Linked DNA regions of Mus musculus: regions 1 and 3 are each linked to region 2. Evidence: chromatin contacts called from public HiChIP or PLAC-seq and promoter capture Hi-C data. All regions are on one chromosome and are shown on one strand. Each heading gives the region's core, a stretch centred on a gene start, on an enhancer-like site or on the middle of the called end of the contact. The rest is flanking DNA. Distances are from core to core; before and after follow the strand shown. Region 1 holds the start of Puf60 (poly-U binding splicing factor 60). Region 2 holds the start of Gsdmd (gasdermin D). Region 3 holds the start of Zfp41 (zinc finger protein 41).

Region 1 (2,923 bases), core at 252-2,751, 220 kb after region 2:
CAGGGTGTAGTGCTACTTCCTGGGTAGCCAGGCTTGTACTGAGCACTGTGGATGCAGCAAAACAAGAGAAAGAGAGAGAGAGAGAGAGAGAGAGAGAGAGACAATTCTCGGGGGCCTTGTGGTCAAATGCTGGCAAAGACGGCTTCAGTGGTGAGACTTACTGCTCGAGACCATCTCAATAATGACACTATCTGTCTAGCATCGCGCTAACCTTTCAGTCTGCATGAACAACAGGGGCTACCCAGAAATGAGGCATCCACTCTCCTCCAGTGCTGTTTAAAGTATTTTATACTCTGCCCTCACCCTTTCTTCTATCATCTGACAGCCACCTAAGGGCAGTCATCAACTCCTCAACTCTCTGGTTGTCTTTCCGAAAAGACCATTTACACCAATAGCGTCAAGCAGCGGAAGCAGGAATTTTTTTTTTTTTCTTTTGAAGTTAGCCCTGATGTGAGCAAGACATACTAGATCCACCCCTCACAAGCTGGAGCAAGTGCCCCTCTCCCATTATGAAGGTGCAGTTCCCAGCTAAGGCTGAGGAATGGCAGCCTGTGTGTACTCTACTCGACCCTACCCTACGGCTGGCCTCCAGGCACCTAGGGCTTAAGTGGTCTCAGCCCTTGCTTCATCCCCTCTGAGTGAGGGTGGCGGCTAACAAAAGTCTGGATTGCAGTGGGGTTAGGTCCAAGAGATAAATAGTCCCTGAAGGAACTCCTGGTGGTAGCCATTCAAGGAACATTCCCGACTGACTAGGGCAGAACCAAGTTCAGCCCTTGGAGCGTCCAGCCCAAGACAAGGGGGTTAGCAAAGTCTTATGATGCCCACCCGGACCAGTGACCGAGGCAGGCACCGGCTGTCGGGTTCCCCACAGAGGCAGTGACAGAATGGCTGTTTGAAAGGTGTGGAGGGGAATGGGGGTTGGGAGAGATGCTCTTCCCCTCCTGCGTGTTAACGGAACGGGAAACCCTCGTCTCTGCACCATGGCGCAGAGCAAATGCTAACGGGTCCGCCCCTTCCGCGTCCCCAACACGGGGCGTAGCCGCGCGGGTCTGGAGCAGGCACCAGGACACCCTAATGCCACCGGACGCCTAGACAGTTGTCGCCCAGTCTCGGCAGACAGGACCGCCCCGCGGGGATCCAGCAGGGCAGCTCCGCGGCCGGCCCACCCCGCCCAGCTGCCGGAAACTGGAGTCCTCGAGCCGGAAGCTGCAGTCGAGCCCCAGCCGTGGCCGCAGCCGCGCGCTCCCGCTCCGCCTCCGCCCCGCGTGCCGGGGACCACGGTAAAGTCCGTACGAGGTCCGGGTCGGGCCGCTGCGCACCCAGGGTCCCCTCCGCACCCTGTCCCAGCCGACGACTCACTCCTCCGAGCTGAGGGCCGCCCCCTGGCCGCGAGGGACTCACTTACGAGAGCTATAGTCGCCGTCGCCATCTTGCGTCCGTCGCGGCCGCCGCGCGCGCCACAAGCATCAGCTCCCTCCGCAGTCTCGCGCGATCTGGGCGTCGGACGCGGAAATCTCGCGACGTACGGCATAGCTACGAGAGCGGAGACCGAAACGCATTTCCGGGGCGGAGCAGGCCGTTAATGTACCGGAGGAGGACGGGGCGGGCCGGGGTTTTGGAGTGGCGACCCGGAGAGCCCTCCCCTGGTCGGGGGGGGGGGGGGTCGACATTTTTGAGTCAGTTCCGTCTGCCTCTTTTCCTACCACCCTATTTTAGTTGAGTCCACTCGCTGAAAGCTCGTAGACTGCGGAGACAGAAGACAAAAAGACTGATGCATCGTCCTTTGCATTGTCCATCTAAAGTCAGGAATCCTCATTCATTTTGAAATATGGTCTCTTTCCTAGTGAGAAAATAGCCGTTGACACGAAGATGGCCCCCAAAAGATGGCTCCCCAGCCTGTCCTGTGGTTATTGTCCTGTGGGCATAAATGTGTACGTTAGTCCCCAAGTCCTGAGCTATGTGTAAATATGTAGTTCATCTGGGCTTTGTGGCCGTAAGGCTGCCTGCAAGGCACCAACCACATCTGTAAGCTCAGGCACCTTCAAACTCCACCGGATAGCCATTCTCGTTTTCCACCCCTCGGGTTTTCAGACTTTAATATAGAGATCTTTAGCAAAACATGGCAGAATATTTTCCTCCCCCTCGGTACCCCCTTTAAACAGGAAAAAGCTCTACTGAAAGCAAACCTAAGTGGGCAGAGAAGTGGAATGCTGGGGAGCCAGGGGAGGGCCTTAGCAGGCTGGTGTGTGATGCTTGTGTCTTGAATTCTCCGAAAATGTGCAGATAGTTTAAAAAAAAAAAAAAAAAAAGTAGGTGCCTCCAGACTTCTATCCCTAATACAGGTTACTAGTCGTTCTGGCTCTGCCAACAGTGCCTGGAGATTAGCTCCTCCTGGGAACGAAGCGCTGAGACCCAGCTTAGCATCTCACTCTTAAGCAAAAGTGGCCAGCCAGAATCACCAAGCAGAAGAGCATGAAAAGAAACCAAGACAACAAAGGAAATGGAAGATACCTAAAGATGTTGCATCCCCCAAACAAGAAAATAAAGATCATGAACTTAGATTTCCCCATTTAAAAAAGAGAAAAATTAAAACGGCCAGGTGTTGGTGGTGCACTCCTTTAATCCCAGCACTTGGGAGGCAGAGGCAGATTTCTGAGTTCGAGGCCAGCCTGGTCTACATAGTTCAGGACAGCCAGGGCTACACAGAGAAACTCTTGTCTGGAAAAACACCCCCCCCCCAAAAAAAAACAAAACAAAATCTGCAAATGAGCGATTCGATAAGTTGAAAAATAAAGTTGAGCTATGTGTGGTGGCATATACCTGTGATCCCAGCACTCCAGAGGCAGGGGCAAGGAGAAGCTCTGTGAATTGGAAGCCAACCTGGTCTACCTTTCCAAGTAGTTCCAAGCAACTGCCAAGACTA
Region 2 (3,201 bases), core at 516-3,015:
AGCTACCATATGAGTGTTAGGAACTGATCTTGAATCCTCTGTAAGACTGCATATGCCCTTAACTGCGGGGCCATCAGACTGCACATGCTCTTAACTGCAGGGCCATCTCTATAGCCCCCCAGGAGTCCAGAGCTTTTTAAGTAAATGTCGTTATTGAGAAGCAATTCATATATCATACACTCGAGCCATTTAAAAGTGCATAATTCTGTGAGTCTAGTATATTCAAACATGTACAGGCAGGGTGGCTCATGCCTTTAATCCCAGCATTCACGAGGCAGAGGCAGGTAAATCTCTGTGAGTCCCAAGATAGTCTTGTTTATTTATTGAGCTTCAGGCTAGCAGGGGATACATAAAGAGACCCTGTCTCAAAGTTAAATTAAATAAACAAATGCATACATAAATAAACTCGTGTGGCTACTGCCCACACCCCAGGACACTGGCAACCATGAACAGTTGGCTTACTTGGGGGATTTCATACAAAATGGCTTGCACAGTGATGTGTCATTTTTTTGTTTGTTTGTTTGTTTGGTTGGTTGGTTGGTTGGTTGGCTTGGATTAGTTTTGGTCTGGCTTCTTCCGCTTGTGGCCGTGTTTTCAGGGTTTATCCACATTCTGCAATGTGTCTTATAGGTGTACTCAAGCTTCTCAGTAGCCATGCAAGCGCCCTATTGAGGGTTGGTGACAGAGCTTGGTCATAGGGGGCTTTCTTGCCTAGTGTGTGCAGGGCCCAGAACTGGACAAAATTTTAATCTATGTATGAATTGATTGTCATTCAGGTCACTTGAGGGTTATCTGCTTGACTCTTTAAAATGTTACCATGGAAACTGGAGAGATGGTGCAGGGGTTAAGAGCACTTGCTGCTCTTACAGAGGACGGGGACTCAAGTCCTGGCACCCACATATGGTGCACTTGCATATATGCAGACAAAACACTCCCACACGTGGGATATAAGTTTTTAAAATCTCAAGAGGAAAATTTAAACTCTACAGCAAACATTGGTGTAGGCATATCTGTTTGACCTTCTGTTTGCTGTATGAGAAACACTTCACCATTGATAGCCACAACCCCAAGATGACCTCTTGCTTTGGATATGCACCTACAAGTCCAATTGCTAGGTCACCTGGTAACTCTACATTCACCCGTTTGAAAAATTGTGGATGTATTCTAGAGCAGCTCTGTTTTCAATTTCCTGTCTGCAAGGACCATGGGGTTTGCTTTACTGCTATTTACTTAGGATGTCAGCCAGCAGAGTAGCTTTGATGCTATCTAGTTTTGATTTGCATTTTCCTGATAACTAATGGTGTGCTTGCTGGCAACTGGTTCAGTTGTGTATTCCTAGAGAAGTCCATTCAGATCTTTTACTATGGCCCAGGTGTTTAAGAAAGAATAAGTGAAGCCTGGTGGTGGTGGCGCACGCCTTTGATCCCAGCACTTGGGAGGCAGAGGCAGGTGGATTTCTGAGTTCGAGGCCAGCGTGGTCTACAGAGTGAGTTCCAGGACAGCCAGAGCTACACAGAGAAACCCTGTCTCGAAAAAAAAAAACCAAAGGGGGGCGGGGTGGGGGGGAAGCGCTGCGAACTTGGAGGAACCCGAACTAGAAGAAAGCGAAGCTCCCGGATCGCAGGGAATTCCCGAAGCCCAGGCGGGCTCCGGGGAGGAGGAGGAGGAGGAGGCTAGGGCAGGCTGCGCAGCTGTTCCGGGAGGGAGGGCTCCTTGAAAGCACCGCGCCCGCTACGTCGGGCTGAAGCTTTACGGTTTCACTTTTGTGTCCTGCCGCCTGAGTTCCGCTCTTGGTCGTGGCTCCCGTTGCTCCCGGGTTGAGCAGACAATAGACCCCTCCCCGGCATCCCAGCAGGTCCTCGCTTCGCTTGGTGGACCCAGATACCTCGGCAGGGGTGAAAAATCGAGGTGAGCCACCCTGCTACCCAGCTCTTCCAGAGCCCAGCCGCCCCTCCTCTATCTAGTGTGGTCTACGCTATGGCCTGGATGCTTGCTTGTTGAGTTGGGGATTTAGCCCTTCCCAGAAGCCCCACTATACCTTGAAGACAGTTTGAAGGGGCCCTAGCAGCTAGGGTCTACCCTCTATGGAGGTCACCCACTAGTGATACAGTGGGACAAGCCTGGTTTGGACTTGACACTGGGGCGGGAAGAGGGGACCGAGTGGGGGGAGGGGAAGGAGGGGGGACTCTCTAGGCTTCTGGGATGATTCCTTGACCCATAAGTCCCTCCCTGATCACCAAGGGCCTTCCTGCCTCACTCTCCACCGTTAGCCCAGAGACCCAGTTTCCTAGGTGTAGAGTTGTTCCTCCACAGTGCCCAGGTTGTCTGTCCCAGGCCTGTTTTGGCCTCTGACCCATGAAAGTTCAATCAGGTCAGGTAGCTCACAGAGCTGTACATGAGAGCCCTGGAGGAAACCACTGAGCCCTGGAACACTGGCTTTGCTGTGGGCTCCTGTGCTAAATCCCTTAGAAGTGGGGGCTTGTGTTCCTTCCCCAGCCTTGGCCCTCAGCCAGGGAGAGCAACAAGGTATCTTAGACTTTAGCAATTGGCCAAAGGCTATGCACAGTAATTAATGATGTAGATAGTATAGACCTACTACAGACTACCTCCTCCTCCTCCTCCCCCTCCCCCTCCCCCTCCCCCTCCTCCTCTTCCTCCTAAGTGCTGTGGCCCCAAGGAGAGACAGATAGGCGAGCCACGGAGTGAATCGTGTCTGTGTTGTGTTGGTCGGGCAGGAATGTGCCAGGACTAACAAGGCAAGGCTACTTTGAAGGGATGGGGTTCCTGAGTGCTGGAGGAACTAAGTACGGAGCCCTGCCGTCTGCCCCCAGGACCATGCCATCGGCCTTTGAGAAAGTGGTCAAGAATGTGATCAAGGAGGTAAGCGGCAGCAGAGGCGATCTCATTCCGGTGGACAGCCTGCGGAACTCCACCAGCTTCAGGCCCTACTGCCTTCTGAACAGGAAATTTTCAAGCTCAAGGTTCTGGAAACCCCGTTATTCATGTGTCAACCTGTCAATCAAGGACATCCTGGAGCCCAGTGCTCCAGAACCAGGTATCTTCTTTCCCATCTTGATCCCCCAAGATTGAACAGAAGGGAATGGGCAAAGCCCAGCCTGCCATCTAACTGGGCATGTTCAACTCTACTCCTCTGGTCCTATTTCCAGAGTAGGGAGGTTTTTTTTTTTAATTAATTAATTT
Region 3 (3,161 bases), core at 317-2,816, 250 kb before region 2:
CTGACAAGAGAAGGGTATAATTCTCCAGAGAGGAGCCACTCCAAAACAGAATCTCTTCCACAAATGAAGGGGCGTGGGGGTAGGGACAAGCTGGAGCATGCCTGAGAGCTGAAAAGAACAAGAATGATACCAACAGTCTATGCGCATCCAGCTCAGCCCACCTCATTAGAGGATAGGTAAGAGACTGGGGACTACATGAAAGATGGCAGGAAGCACACAGGCCACTAACCTTCTGGGGAAAGCAAGCAAGGAGATGCCCTACCTCCCTGTACCAAATGCTGGTAAGCCAGAAAGCCCCATGCCACTGGTAGGAATGAATGAGAAATGGCACAGGCTCTCTGGAAAGCAGCTTGTCTGTTTCTTGCAAAAGGCAACATGCAGTTTGGGACCTAGCAACTGCCTTCCTGGGCACGGTCCCAGGGAAATGAAACAGCACGGGGGGAGGGCGGGGGGGGGGGCGCTGCTTCCCAACAACCTTGTAAACACGTCCTTCAGTGGACAAAGGATCCCAAAGCTGTGATGCACACAGCGCAGAGGCAGCTGTTCAGGAGGCTGAATGAACCACCATTCAATACACAGCCACTCTTGTGAATCTAGACAGCGATGCCTGAATGATAATCGGCAAGCTCCGCCAAGTTGCACGCTGGACAATTACATTTATCTAGCATGTTGGCGTTGAATCTAAACGGATGAGGTGGAGACGACACTTAAAGAAAGGGTCTGTTAGAGGTTTGATACAGGCTTCTGCAGCACAGGAGGCACTAACACTGTGTACTAGTCATGTAAAATGGCGCCCCCAGGGAGACTTCACCAAGCACACAACAGCTCTCGATTCGTTTCTCATAACTTCATTCTCCAAGCGCCGTGGGCCACACCTATCGTCCCAGGACTCGACCGAGGCAAGAGATTGCTAGTTCTAAGCCAGCCTAACCAAATATAATAGTGGAGAATATACCCAGAAAGTCGAAAGAGCACAAGAAGTGACTAGATTTAAATATCTGTAAAGGCCCGCGTTAAGGACAGAGCAGGGGACCCTGGCTTTGCCGGAAAGGAGGGGCGGGGTCGGATGATTCCAGGGGGCTACAGGCCGTGCACTACTGGGTCCGCCATCCCGGCGTGCCACAGATGGCAAACCCGATGACTGAGAAATAACACGAAGCCTGCAGAAGAAGGCTTGGAGTCCTGAGAAGAGGCGCACGCCGGGAGAAAGGCGCCGCCCGCAGCCCAGAAGCTTGCACAGGCACAGACGCCTGCTTAGCATCCTCTCAAGCGAAGCTCGAGCCCGCAGCCACAGCATCACAAGGAGCGAGGGCAGTGTCTCCTAGAGCCGACCCGAAGGGGCGGGGAGAGGTAGGCGGGCCTACGGCCGCAGCACGGGATCACAGAGAGGCCGGGCGGCTGCTCCTAGAGCGACACCAGAAGGGCGTGAACGAGCAGGCGGGGCTCCGGAGCTTGCGGCGGTACCACCGAGAACCCGGCAAGGGTCCTAGAGCGGCACTGGAGTGGGTTTCGAGCGGTGGGCGGGGCTTAGGGTGCGCGGCAGCACCACCGAGAGGCCGGGGAAGGTAGAGCGGCACCAGAGGGGCGGGCGCCTTTAGGCGCGGGAGTGGCGGGCTCAAGTGGGCATTGTTAACGGTCGCCCGCCCGCCGGTCAGCCTGCTTACGGCCACGTTCCGCCGGCGTCTGTGCTCGGCACCCATCAGGTACTCTCTGCGTGTGTGCACGGTAGCCCCGACCGGGCGAAGGCCGGCTTCTGAGTCGTTTCTCTGTGGACCACCTCGGCGGTGTTGCAGAGGTCCTTGGAGGCGGGGAAGGTGGGCCGGGCTACCTAGCGAAGCCCCTTGTTGCTGGATGCATTGAGCGCCTTATCCTGCCGGCTCCAGCAGCTCCTTGATGGACCTGAGTCCCTAGGTCAGCGGAATTCAACTAAGTTGCCTGAATCACTCGCACCTACTCCTGTGCACAGGCCTGTGAAGAGAGGGGGCAATAAGCTAAGTCGCTGGGGTCTTCTCTGGTTTTAATGACTATTTAAGTTTTCAGTGAGGATGGTCCTTGGTGAGCAGACACAGACACCTGGGTCCCGCTTGTCATTCCTCTCACCAGAGTGATGGTGTTTGAATTGGTACTGAGTGATGCTGCAGACAGGGACTCTCAGGTGTCTCCTGAGCTGTCCCACAAAAGACAAACACTTTCAGATGCTGACATAGAGCAAACAGTCACCTAGCCGCCTGGATCTTGGACTCTGAATCCGGATAAGAATTTTATCTGCTGGGTTAGATATGTGGGTATTTGTCAAATGCTTAGAACAAAATACAGTGTGTTCCCAAAGTGTTTTTGGGAAAGTGTGGGTGCTCTAGATGGAACTGCCAGCAGAGCCCACCCCTTTGGGCCTCTGGGAGTAAAGGGGATGGTGCAGGTTTAGAGATAAAGAGGGGTCACATAGAGAGAGCCTCATCAATACAAGAGGCATCCTTTGGGGGTCTGATGGGGTTTGCTGTGGATTATGAGGAGAGCCCTGAGTTTTCCAGGCTCAGAACCAGGCTGTTGTATGGTAGAGTTACTTCCTACTCCAGGGTGTTTGCACAGTCCCAATGTGGGCGGGTAGAGAGGATAAGGAAGAACGGGGAAGGTTCTGTTTGGGGAGGTGGAAAATGGCCATCGGTCCATGATGGCTATGGCTTTCTCTGGGATGAGTGAAAATCTTGTCTTCAGGCCCAGGAGTGTCTGTGGCTGAGTGAGAGAGTCACTCAAAGAGATGAGCATACAGTGGACCAGAGGCTCTGAGCTCAGCTTATAGGCCTGGGGCTAGAGCTCTGGGGAGTCCACTTTAGTCTGAGGGGCTCATCATGTGAGCAGCTGGAAAGACAGTGGAGCTGCAGAGAGCTAAGAGCTGCCTCTGACCTGTTGTTCATGCTTTTGCCTCCAGAAGCAAGACGACCGTGGTTCTGTCTGCTTGATGCAGCTTCGTACGCAGGAGCTGTCCCTGACAGCGAAGTCCCAGAGAAGGAGCCAGGCAGCCACTGTCTGAAAACCCTCAGCCTTCCCTGGCCTCCAGGGGGGTTTCCTGCTTCCTAAGAGCAGCAATGGAAAAGCCTGCAACTAGGAAAAAGAAGAGTCAGGCCCCAAAGGAGGAGGCAGGTGCGCAAAAGGCCACTGTCAAG

The links. Promoter capture Hi-C pulls out the DNA fragments that hold promoters and counts their contacts. HiChIP or PLAC-seq counts read pairs in DNA pulled down with a chosen protein or histone mark.
Region 1: an H3K27ac HiChIP or PLAC-seq map of embryonic stem cells shows a contact between it and region 2, with 3 times the contacts expected there. The contact joins the promoter of Puf60 here to the promoter of Gsdmd in region 2. A contact is called at or near these places in 6 of 115 datasets of contacts at active chromatin or transcription factors (the SCID.adh cell line, effector CD8 T cells, embryonic stem cells and 1 more) and 2 of 9 other capture datasets (adipose tissue and liver).
Region 3: a contact with region 2 is called in a promoter capture Hi-C map of pre-B cells, with 2.0 times the contacts expected there. The contact joins the promoter of Zfp41 here to the promoter of Gsdmd in region 2. A contact is called at or near these places in 1 of 39 promoter capture datasets (pre-B cells), 1 of 484 Hi-C or Micro-C datasets (the N1E-115 cell line) and 1 of 115 datasets of contacts at active chromatin or transcription factors (memory CD8 T cells).

What each region holds. Positions count from the first base shown.
Region 1 is chr15:76,079,445-76,082,367 of GRCm38.p6, forward strand. Puf60 (poly-U binding splicing factor 60) reads right to left here and starts at 1,502. Exons shown (of 12, transcript NM_028364.2): 1 at 1,406-1,502. The coding sequence starts at 1,429.
Region 2 is chr15:75,860,574-75,863,774 of GRCm38.p6, forward strand. It overlaps Gsdmd (gasdermin D), which reads left to right and starts at 1,766. Exons shown (of 11, transcript NM_026960.4): 1 at 1,766-1,908; 2 at 2,832-3,055. The coding sequence starts at 2,836.
Region 3 is chr15:75,615,118-75,618,278 of GRCm38.p6, forward strand. It overlaps Zfp41 (zinc finger protein 41), which reads left to right and starts at 1,567. Exons shown (of 3, transcript NM_001044718.2): 1 at 1,567-1,703; 2 at 2,927-3,161. The coding sequence starts at 3,084.